Linked DNA regions of Sus scrofa: region 2 is linked to region 1. A link is a contact called in public Hi-C data. All regions are on one chromosome and are shown on one strand. The core of a region is the stretch at or near the end of the contact, and the rest is flanking DNA. Distances in the headings are between cores, read along the strand shown. Region 1 holds the start of RPL13A (ribosomal protein L13a). Region 2 holds the start of TSKS (testis-specific serine kinase substrate).

The links. Hi-C and Micro-C count contacts between places; a contact is called where the count stands out from the background.
Region 2: a contact with region 1 is called in a Hi-C map of liver, with 9 times the contacts expected there. The contact joins the promoter of TSKS here to the promoter of RPL13A in region 1. A contact is called at or near these places in 1 of 5 promoter capture datasets (fetal liver), 3 of 47 Hi-C or Micro-C datasets (embryonic fibroblasts, liver and skeletal muscle) and 1 of 2 datasets of contacts at active chromatin or transcription factors (alveolar macrophages).

The regions. Positions count from the first base shown.
Region 1 is chr6:54,563,205-54,568,806 of Sscrofa11.1, forward strand. It overlaps RPL13A (ribosomal protein L13a), which reads left to right and starts at 1,589. Exons shown (of 8, transcript NM_001244069.1): 1 at 1,589-1,628; 2 at 3,134-3,206; 3 at 3,570-3,635; 4 at 3,817-3,918; 5 at 4,117-4,202; 6 at 4,386-4,445; 7 at 4,706-4,828; 8 at 5,023-5,548. The coding sequence starts at 1,614. The coding sequence ends at 5,109.
Region 2 is chr6:54,782,369-54,788,108 of Sscrofa11.1, forward strand. It overlaps TSKS (testis-specific serine kinase substrate), which reads right to left and starts at 2,843. Exons shown (of 11, transcript XM_021094752.1): 1 at 2,340-2,843. AP2A1 (AP-2 complex subunit alpha-1) reads left to right here and starts at 4,169. Exons shown (of 23, transcript XM_021094760.1): 1 at 4,169-4,397. The coding sequence starts at 4,331.

The DNA.
Region 1 (5,602 bases), core at 339-2,838:
TTTCTTTATTTTTTTGGCTGCACCCGTGGCATGCAGAAATTCCTGGGCCAGGGATTGAACCGGCACCACAGCAGTGACAGCCCCAGACCCTTAACCCAATGTGCCATGCACAAGGGAATTTTTTTTTTTTTCTTTTTGAGGTGTCCCCAGCATTCACATGAGGTCAGTACCATGGCCGTACTGGAGAGCACAGAACTAAAATGCTTCCACCATTGCAGAGAGTCCTCTTGGACAGGGCTGCCGCAACACACAGTGAGAGCTCACTGTGAATGGAGCTGTTTGGGGCCCCGAGTCTGTGCTGAGCCCTGAGCATGGGCCTTCTTCTCCTCTGACCGTGGAGCCTCAGACAGCCCACGAGTCATCTACCATCCCGTTTTACAGAGGAAGACGCCGAGGCCCAGAGAGAGGAGTCACCTGCCAGAGGACACAGAGCGGAACTTGGAGGAAATCAGTTAGAGACTGGTCCCTTCCTTGGCCACGCTGCCCCTGTTACTGTCTCCCCAGGATGGAGGCAACGCCAGCACCCGACCCCGGCCCCACCTTCCCCCCTCTGTACAAAGCCCTTAGCCCCAGGAAACTGTATATAAATCATTCTTTTCTGCCAGCTCTAGCCTGGCCTGTCTGTGAGGGGACAGGGTGTGGATGGCGCAGTTTGGGTTTGGGTGTTGGTTTTGCAGTTAAGGCAACGTTTCATTCAGGACCTACTTTCTGAGGTTCCTGGGGGCCCAGAGGTTGGGACCAGCCCTCTCAGGGTTCCTGGTCCCTGGAGAGGACAGGGACACAGAGGGCCCTGAGTACAGGATTACACACGCTCTAATGGAAGCGGTATAGGCAACTGTGGGAGCCCAGAGAAGGGACCTGAGCCAGCCTGAGCTATCATGGAGGCTCTCTGGAGCAAAGAACTCAGGCCGCATCTTAGAAGGTGGGGTGGAGGGGAGGCCATCCCAGCCGAGTGGCACAGCCAAAGCAAAAGCTTTGTCCAGAGAGTCCGAAGCTCATTGTGGGGCACTCAGGCATCCAGAAGTCATGCCTTCAAACATGAGACCTCATCGGGAAGATTAGCTCCATCTGCTTGACACATGGGGACGCTGAGGCCCAGATACGGCCAGGGATTTGGCCAGGTCGCAAGGAAGCCAAACAGGCACCGGAATCCAGATCTCTAAGCCTAGACTGAGAGCTGCCACCACGCGCCCAGCAGCCAGTCATTGCTCTAGGGAGTAACTGCCTCTCTCCTCCCGCCTTCCCGGCGCTCGCCTCCAGCCCTGGGCCCACCCCGCTTTCTGCAAACCCCGCGGGCAGCTCGCGCGAGGATTGCTAGCCCCTCAGAAATACCGGGGCGGAGGCTGGAGGGCCCCGCCCCAGCAGGGCCGCCCCCTACCCCAATGCGATCTCTCCCGGTATAGCCGTGGACGCCCAGGTCGGATGGGAACGACACTGATTGGTCAGCCAGAAGAAGACCCGCCTTGCAGTGGGGCCTTTCTGCGCACGCGCTCGACACTCTGGCCAATGAAAAGACGGGAAACGGCCTTTGTTGCGTCACTTCTTCCGCCCCTGTTTCAAGGGATAAGAAACCCTGCGCCAAGAGTTCCTTCTTTCCCAGGCAGCTGCCGAAGATGGCGGAGGGGCAGGTATCGGCTCCGCGCGGGCTGGGGCGGCGTGGGGTCGGGGTCGTGCAGGTCGGGCCGAGGTTGGACCTCTTTTCCCCCGCAAGTGTGCTGTGGAAGGAATTTAGGATCGATAACTGACCAAAACAGAAAGCCATTAGGGTAAGAGGAGTCCAAAACGGCTATTTAAGATGGCTTTTGCGTTCTGGGCTGGCCAGGATGCGGCGTCGTTCTTCCCTTGAGGAGCCGTGTTAGGGCCTTCAGCACAAGAAAGGATACTTAAAAACTAGGTCTCGTTTACCTTGTTCTTGGCCCAAGTAGACCCTTGTGTCCCCAGCGCTGGGGAAGCACGCGGAAGGCCGCCCCGCGGCGGCAGAGGATTGGCCAAAATGGAGGGTACTTAGGCCCGGCCAGAGCCGTGGGTTCCTTCGGCCTCCTGGGTTCTTCCCCAACTGTGGGTATTTTGGCAGGAAATCTTTTGCAGTGGATTGAGAAAACTGCCTACAGGGCATGCGGGAGCCAACTGGTTTTTGTCCCTCTGCTTCGGGGTTGATGGAGTCCTGCTGGTGCTGAGGACTGGGATGGAATGTTCTACCGCTCTCCACATCTTTTGCCCTTAAGCACCTGGAGGCCCTCAAGGAAGGCAGCAGCAGCCGTGCTCTGACTGCCTGATTTCTTTGTGTGACTTCTTGGATAATAAAAGGAGGATGGTTCTGGAGGGGGTCTGCACGTGATGGGTCTATGGTTAGGGAGGGAAAACCAAGTTTGGAGCCAGGCATATGATAGGGTTCTCAGAACATGCGTCCCGGCTTTTACGGTGTCTGGCACAGCTTGCGTTATGTTTTGTGTAATTCGTTTAATTTATCGCAGTGTTCCTGAGGCTGGTATTGGAGATTGGAGGGTTCTGATTGATCAAAGTCACATTGGCAGGGAATCTGGCTTTAGCGTCGGTAGCCTTTTACGCTGCTTTTCAACAATCCCAACTTGTATAGCAAGCACCTGATACGGGGACTTTGACTCTTGACAAGCCATGGATTAAGCAGTTGACCAGTTCACACTCGGAGACACAGGGCCAGCATGGGTTTTTTTGTCTCGCATCACCCACCCTGAACCTTGGTTTTCTTCGCTTTGACATTCATGCAGCAACCCTTTGAGATAGGGACGGGATGGGATTCTGTCAAGATTTTACAGCTTGCATCCAGGTCCCACGTTCTCCCTGGATGCTCAGTGTGGCCACGGTTGGTTCGCATTGTAGTTTCTTTTACCATCAAACGTAATCTGAGTACAGAAATTCCTGCCAATTGAGCAAGCTGGAGGGGAACTCTTTGGTATCTTAGCTCACTCACCAGGATCCTGAGTTAGTTGTTGACCTTCTTGGCCTCATCTGTAAAGGGAACCTTGGGTCTCATGCCAGCTTAGCAGGCACCCTGGGAAGCGGGTGAAATGAACACGTAGGAAGGAATGATGGAGGTGGGGGTGTCAAGGCAGGCTGTGGGCGCCTCTGAGCCCTCTCATCCTATCTCCAGCAGGTGCTGGTGCTCGATGGCCGAGGCCATCTCCTGGGCCGCCTGGCGGCCATTGTGGCCAAGCAGGTACTTCTGGGTAAGTCTGCCCTTGGTCCACAGCTCCCCTGGATCTGAGCTCCAAGGTCAGTGATGAGCAACAATCACCATCTTTCGTTTGAGTCTCACGACCATGAGATCAACCCCATGCACCGCTCTGAGACCTGCCAGCCGCCTCCCCTCCCGGGTTGGGGGCTCTGCGTTCAGACATTTTTCTGTGGGTCCAACAGATTGAACGTTCTGCCGAGTAGTGCTCTGTGACTGGGCAGGAGACTTCCCCGCCTGCCCTGTGCACTGTGGCCAGTTTCAGGCAGGAAGGGGTCTCCTTTCTTTCAGGGTCCTGGGTAACAGGCGGGTCCTTAACCTTTCCCCTCCTTGACGCCTGGTTTTCCATTCACTCTAGGCCGGAAGGTGGTGGTTGTGCGCTGTGAGGGCATCAACATTTCTGGCAATTTTTACAGAAACAAACGTAAGTTAGGGCCTGCAAAGAGGGCTGGAGAGGGTTGGGCTGTGGGCTTCTCAGGCTTCACTGGCTCCAAAAGTAGTCCCGTTGGCAGTTGATCCAAACAGGCCCGGTACTAATGGTTGTGCCCTGGGGGGACTTGGCGTCCGGCGTCCGACTGCAACTTAGACATGCTCCTCTCTGACAGTGAAGTACCTGGCCTTCCTCCGCAAGCGCATGAATACCAACCCGTCCCGAGGCCCCTACCACTTCCGAGCCCCCAGCCGCATCTTCTGGCGGACGGTGCGAGGTGAGCTGGGCCTGAGGGTGGGGGGGTGACAGGGCAGGTGGCCAGTGATGACTTTCCCACTTGTGTTCGAGCTTCTGGCCATGATATGACTTGGACATGCACTACCATCTGAGGCCACCCACCTGCCTGCCTGCCCACCTCGCTGCGGCAGGGTCCTCGCACGGCCCGCTGAGCAGGCCCGCTGTCCTCTGCCCCCAGGCATGCTGCCCCATAAGACCAAGCGAGGGCAGGCCGCCCTGGACCGTCTCAAGGTGTTCGATGGGATCCCGCCACCCTATGACAAGGTGAGCGAGGCCCAGCTCCCGCAGCAGCAGCAGCCGTGGCTCCAGCGTCCGTGATGTTCCGCGATTACCTACATTGTTTGATCCTCATGAAAACAGCACTGGCTGAGACGCCCGCCCTCGCCAGCCTTCCTCCCTGTCTGTCCCTCACACCAGGTCCCTTAAGCCCCTCTCCTTCTCTAACAGAAAAAGCGCATGGTGGTGCCTGCCGCCCTCAAGGTGGTGCGTCTGAAGCCTACGCGGAAGGTGAGTTCTCTGGTCCTGCTGAGTGACAGCTTGGGCACCTGGGTGTCGTGTGGGGTGTGCCCGCCAGGGCCTAAGACTGGCAGATGATGGCTTTTTCTCACGATGGTCTGCGGATGCCACGGTGCCGATACTGCCAATGGCTCAGCTGATGCCAGGAGGAGCGGGGAGCCCTGGGGGGTTGAGCTGAGGCCTCTCCCCAATCCCTCCCTGGTTATCCTGGTCTCCTCCTACAGCTTTGCTCCCCCTTCCCCTCCCCTCAGTTCGCCTACCTGGGACGCCTGGCTCATGAGGTTGGCTGGAAGTACCAGGCAGTTACAGCCACCCTGGAGGAGAAGAGGAAGGAGAAGGCCAAGATCCATTACCGCAAGAAGAAGCAGCTCATGGTGAGGGCACGGGGCTGGAGCAGGAGGGGCGTCACGTTCCCAGCAGGATCAGGCAGCTAGAAAAAGTGGGCTCTGTGCCCTTGGAAGGCTCTGCCCACCACCAGTGGGGTGGGAGGCTCTGGAAAGTGAGATTGGGCTCTGGGGGTTGGGGGTGTCCCAGGGAGCAGCTGCTGATGGTGTCATTCGCTCCACAGAGGCTGCGGAAGCAGGCGGAAAAGAACGTAGAGAAGAAGATCGACAGGTTCACGGAGGTCCTCAAGACCCATGGATTCCTAGTCTGAGCACAATAAAATTGACTGTTTATTCTTCATGCGTCGCCTGGCCTGCCCTTCCTCCATCGCCACCCTAGGATGTGGGGGACCTCCAGGGGCCACGGGCAGCCTGGAGCTTAGGAGCCTGGGTGTAGCCAAGGGGCCTTGTTTACTGCTGGTCGAGAAAGGCCTTTCTAGAAGTACAGGGCCGAGGGCTGTGCAGGTGCAGTGTTGTTGGCAGGAGTGAACCAAGAGGAAGGGCCTCCACTTGTGCCCAGGGCATCTGTTAAACCTTCCGGCGGGCGGATACCATACTCTGCAGCTGTTAGGGGGTGAGAGGCTGCCTGGCCAGGCAGCGTGAGTCGGGGGCTCTTGCGCAAAGGTGCTGTGGAAACAGGTGCAGCCAAAGGGTCACAGGGCATCTCCCCTATACATTGTGATCCCGAACTAATAAATTATTTTTGAAGGACTTCGGCGTCTTTGCAGTGTGTGTCTGCTGTGGAGGCAGGCCCCAGGGAGCAAA
Region 2 (5,740 bases), core at 1,593-4,092, 220 kb after region 1:
AAAGCACCCTGAGTGGCCGGGATAGAGCAGGGAGAAAGGCCAGGGACATTGCTGCAAGGTTCCAGGCAAAAGATGACAGTGGTGGTGGCCTGTACAGAGGGAGGCTGTGGCGATGGGAGGAGGTGGCTGGCTTCGGGGTGCATTCTGGCTTTGGTTTGGGGTGAAGACACGGAGGGGAGCTGGCAAGAGTGTCTGGTGATTAATGAGGAGGGGGCTGACTCCAGTTTTTCTAGAGAAAATCAGGAATTGATTTGTGCTGGTCAAAGTCTTAGAAGCTTTTGTGTTTCAACCCCTGAGCTCTTCAAGGGGCTCCTAGGGTTCCCTCTTTATGGTCCATCTTAAAACCAAGGAAGCCTTGGAATTCCTGTCATGGCGCAGTGGTTAACGAACCCGACTAGGAACCATGAGGTTGCAGTTCGATCCCTGGCCTCGCTCAGTGGGTTAAGGATCCAGCGTGGCCGTGACCTGTGGTATAGGTGGCAGACGTGGCTCGGATCCTGCATGGCTGTGGCTGTGGTGTAGGCAGGCGGCTACAGCTCTGATTAGACCCCTAGCCTGGGGACCCCCATATGCCTCGGGTGCGGCCCTAGAAAAGACAACAAAATAAAAAAGTAAATAAAACAAACAAACAAAAAACCCAAGGAAGCCTTGCCTCAACCTCATCTGGACACTCACATGAACTTCTACATGGCCTGGTCTTAAAATTTAGCAATAGGTCAGCCCCTGAACCCCAGAATGGTCTTGCTCCAATCCCATCTTATAATTTTCTGCCATCCAATAATGCCCTGTGGCTGCTGAGTTTGTGACTTGCCGAGTCTCAACTGAGATGTGCTCTATGTAGAAAACACCAGATTCCAAAAACTTAGGAAAATAAGAATGTCAAGTATGTTGACACGATCATATGTGGGTGTATGGATTAAATATTGGGTTAAAAATTTTATGGGTTAGGGAGTTCCCATCGTGGTGCAGCGGAAACGAATCCGACTAGGAACCATGAGGTTGCGGGTTCGATCCCTGGCCCTGCTCAGTGGGTTAAGGATCCTACATTGCCCTGAGCTGTGGTGTAGGTCACAGACGCGATTCAGATCCCGAGTTGCTGTGACTGTGCTGTAGGCTGGCAGCTGTAGCTCCAATTCGATCCCTAGCCTGGGAACCTCCATATGCCGGGGGTGTGGCCCTAAAAAAAACAAAATAAAATAAAATAAAATAAAATAAAAGTTTTAGCTAACTCTGGAGCCCTAGAGGAGGTTGGGAGAGACTGAGTTCCCCCCTCTACCCGTGATTGGAAGAATGAGGACTTCCTTCTCCCACAACAAAACCTAGAATTAATGCTCTCTGGCTCCTGGAGGGTCTGAGTGAAGGGCTGGAGGTAGTGGTGAGAGGTTGGTGGAGAATTAAGGATGTGAAGAGGGTGGCTTTGTCTTCTTCCTTAGGAACAGAATTTTCCTGTTCTTTGGACTCTAGTTCCTTTTTTTTTTTTTTTTTTTGTTTTTTTGTTTTTTTGTCTTTTCTAGGGCCGCTTCCCACGGCATATGGAGGTTCCCAGGCTAGGGGTCTAATCAGAGCTGTAGCCACCGGCCTACGCCACAGCCACAGCCATGCAGGATCCGAGCTGCGTCTGCCATCTACACCACAGGTCACGGCAACGCCAGATCCTTAACCCACTGAGCAAGGCCAGGGATCGAACCCGCAACCTCATGGTTCCTCTTCTTCAGACTCTGGATGTCTCTCTTACCATTCCTCAAAAAGCAGACCAGTTCCAACCCCATTATTTAAAGGTGTTATCCTCAGGTAGAAACTTCTTCCTCCCTCATAATGAAAGGACTCCTCCAGTCCCTTGTGATGCATCTTCCCTAAAAAGAAATTTTCCCAACTCCTAGTCCAAGAATTTGTTGTTGCTTTTTTTCTCTCTTGGTCTTTTTAGGGCCACACCCTCGGCTTATGGAAGTTCCCAGGTTAGGAGTCAAATCAGAGCTGTAGCTGCCGGCCTGTGCCACAGCCACTGCCACACCAGATCTGAGCCATGTCTGTGACCTACACCACAGCTCATGGCAACACTGGATCCTTAACCCACTGAATGGGACCAGGGCTGGACCCCACATCCTCATGGATACTAATCAGTTTCATTACCGCTGAGCTGCAATGGGAACTCCTTGTTGCTGTTTTTAATGTTCTTTAAAGGCAGACAGCACCCCCGCCACACGCACCCCACACGCCCATATTAGGAATGGACTGTCCTTGCTCACTGAAACATCTGAGCAATATTTGTCCTCCTAGAATCCAGAATAGACTTTCCCAAGCCCCATTCCTGGAAACCCGAATGGCCAGATCCACCGAACCTGGAAGGTGGGCTCTTCTCGCTCTCCCCATCCCCCCAGGATTCAGAGTGGATGTTCCCAGCATGCAGGACTCTCTCCCAAGGCTCATTCCAAGAATACTCGAGTTCTGAGGTTGGAAGAGGCTGGCAGGGCTGAGTTCCTCGAGGTGACAGAATGGACTCTTCCAGTTCCCTTTGCCCCAAATTTCTCAATAGCCCAGGGTGTTAGAGTTCCGGGAGGCTTTGCCTTCCCAAAAGCCTGTCAACCAAAGAAAGTCTCCGGGGCGCCAAGGGGTGGTGGTTGGGCCAAACATAGCAGATCCCCCCATTCCTTTTAGCAACGTTCGTCAGTCCCCTTCTGGTTGAGGAGCTCCAAGTTTGGTGGAGAGACTCACAGTTTTGATTTGGTGTGTTTACTGGTGGTGTGGTTGCAAAGAAAAGAAAAAAGGCATTGCATAATTGGAAAACAGTTAAATGTCAGAGTTCCCACTGTGGCTCAGCAGGTTACGAACACAACTATTGGAGTTCCCATCGTGGCGCAGCGGAAACGAATCCGATTAGGAACCATAAGGTTGCAGGTTCGATTCCTGGCTTTGCTCAGGGGGTTAAGGATCCGGTGTTGCCGTGAGCTGTGGTGTAGGCTGCAGATGCGTTCAGCTCTGACATTGCTGCGGCTGTGGTGTAGGCTGGCAGCTGTAGCTCTGATTCGACCCCTAGCCTGGGAACCTCCATATGCTGCCAGTGCGGCTCTAAACACACACACACACACACACACACACAACACAACTAGTATCCGTGAGGATGCAGGTTCCATCCCTGGCCTCGCTCAGTGGGTTAAGGATCTGGCATTGCTGGGAACTGTGGTGTAGGTCACAGAGGGCCCCTGGATCCTCCATCACTGTGGTGTAGGCTGGCAGCTCCAGCTCTGAATCCACCCCTAGCCTAGGAACTTCCCTATGCCACAAGTGCGGCCCTAAAAAGCAAAACAAGTGGTTAAATGCCAAAATATACTTTAAACCCAGGCTCTGCCGTTTCTGAGCTGTGTGACCTTGGGCAAGTCATTCAACCTCTCTGGACCTCAGTTTTAACCTCTGCTTAATGCGACTAGACTTGAATTAGTGTTTCCTCCGCTCTGAGACACTCGGTCTCCGGACAAATTAGGTCCCAACATCTTGGCCGCTAGACAAGGGGTAAGGAACGTCTTCCGGGAAGATTTAAGGAGTAATGCGTGGTGAAGAGTAGGGAGAAAGAGGATCAGAACGACGCTTGCGCAGTAAACACCTCACGCTCTCCTGCCCCTCCCAACCCCTTCTCTGCAGCAGGGAATTGCAGGCGCTGCTCCACCTATCCCAGCCCAGCTGAGCGACAACCCCCGTTCTCCTTCGTTCTCTACGGATCGTGGCTCTCCTCCCGCCCCCATAACAGCCCAATCGGGGGGGGAGTAGGACAGGTCGGGCAAATCCCCAACGCCTGCGGGGGCGATCTGCCCATCTATTGGCCTCAGTCACCACAAGTCCCGCCTCCTCAAGCCCGCTCCCCCCGCCCTCCCTCACGTCAATCCCTCCCTTCTAGGAGAGCGACCGGATCCAATCAGTATTGGCCCCGGCCGCGCGGAGGGGGCGGTCCAACTGTACGTAACCTAACTCCGCCCGTCTCTCGAGCAACGCCCCGACCCCGCTCTCCCGAACGGAAATACGGGGGTGCTGGACCAATCGTAACGGCGTACCTTTGTCCTGCCACCAATGAGAGAGGGAGTGGGGATGAACCCGCGCCTGAACGGCAGTAATTCGAGCCAATGGGCAGCTGAGAGCTCAGGATGGCGGCTGGGAGGGGAGGGACCGGGGGCGGAGACGCGGCCTGCCTGCCCGCCCGCCCGCCCGCCAGCCCGCCCTCCCCCTTGGCCGGCTAGGCTCCTCGGCGCTGCTTGGGGTCCTTTCCTTCAGGTCCCCGCCTGCCAGCCCCCGCTGCGCTGTGCCCTGCCCGGCCAGGCCTGGAGCCGACACCACCGCCATCATGCCGGCCGTGTCCAAGGGCGATGGGATGCGGGGGCTCGCGGTGTTCATCTCCGACATCCGGAACTGTGAGAGCGCGGCCGGGGGACCCTGGGCGGGGGAAGCGTGGAATTGAGGGGCTCGGGGGTTACAGAAGGGCCTAGGGGATAGAAGTCCATTGGGGTCGTAGAGTGAGAGGATAGAGAGGCCGCGGGGGGAACTTTAGGGTGGGGGTAATGGAGGGTCTTAGAGTGTCTTACTGTGCCTCTTCAGGTGACGACACGGAGTGGCTAGAGGCGTCCGGGAGGGTCTTAATGAAAAGGACGCTAGTAAAGTCCCGGAGATGGGGCGTAGAGGCGTCCCCTGGGGATGAAAGAAAGCTAGGAGATCGCATTAGCCATGGGGTCAGAGAAATCCCTGATGTAGACAGAAAAGAAAGGAGGTGCATGGCTGGGTGGTTGGGGGTACCCTGTGGAGCGATAGAGTGGGAGGGGGCCAGTGGGAACGGGGAGACCTGAAACACAGGAAGCCAGGCTTGAGAGCTTGGGTGAGGGGGTGTCATAGAGGGGAAGGGGCTAGATAGGTCACCGAGGTGCCCAGCTCGTTTATAGTTTATAGAGAGGACTTTAGAGTGATAGAAAGTCCCAGGGGTTTGGGGAGGAGGGATGGGAAGGTGGGGGACTATAGCGGGACCCTGGTGAGGGATAGAGGGGCTCCAGGATGGAAGATTTCTTAGGAAACACGGAGGTCAATGGAGAAGGAACAAGAGGGGTTACTTCGAGGCGCTTCCTGCAGGTGGAGTCTTTGGAGAGCCTGAGACAGGGGCCTGGGGGGCTTGGAAAGGAGAGGATATTACAATGTGGGGGCTTAGAGGATGTGCCAGAAGCAGGAGAACCCCTATTTCAAAGAAGGGGTTAGGGGCCTTAGGAATTTGTGAGGAAGAGATCTGGGAAGTGGGGGATGGAGGAAGCCTGGTCCCAGAGCAGGGTCATGGGTCAGGGAGCAGGACAGGCCTGAATCTGGAGCCCTCTCCCATCTGACCACATCAATACGGGGACAGTGATCACCAGCAGGAAGGATGGTCGTGACTATGGGAGGCCTGGTGCCAAGTCAGCGCCCAGCTCCTGGGAGCGGGTGTTGGCGTTTAGAGCTGCCAAGAGCTTCAGAGGCTGTATCCGCACGGGCTCTGGGGTCAGCCAGGCTTGAGTTGGTGTCGGAGCGCTGACGCTTCCTAGCCCTGTGACCTTGAATTGAGGGACTCTGTTTCCTCCTCTGTCAGGAGGGACTGCTGATGGCACCTTCCTGATGAGGCTGTTGTGACGCCATATGTGAGTGAGGCCTTTTCACACATCCCAGGCTCTAGATAGATCTTGGCTTTTCTTCTGGTTATTTGGCTGGATCTGAGGAGTGGCCTCTGCTGGGTGTCCAGTGA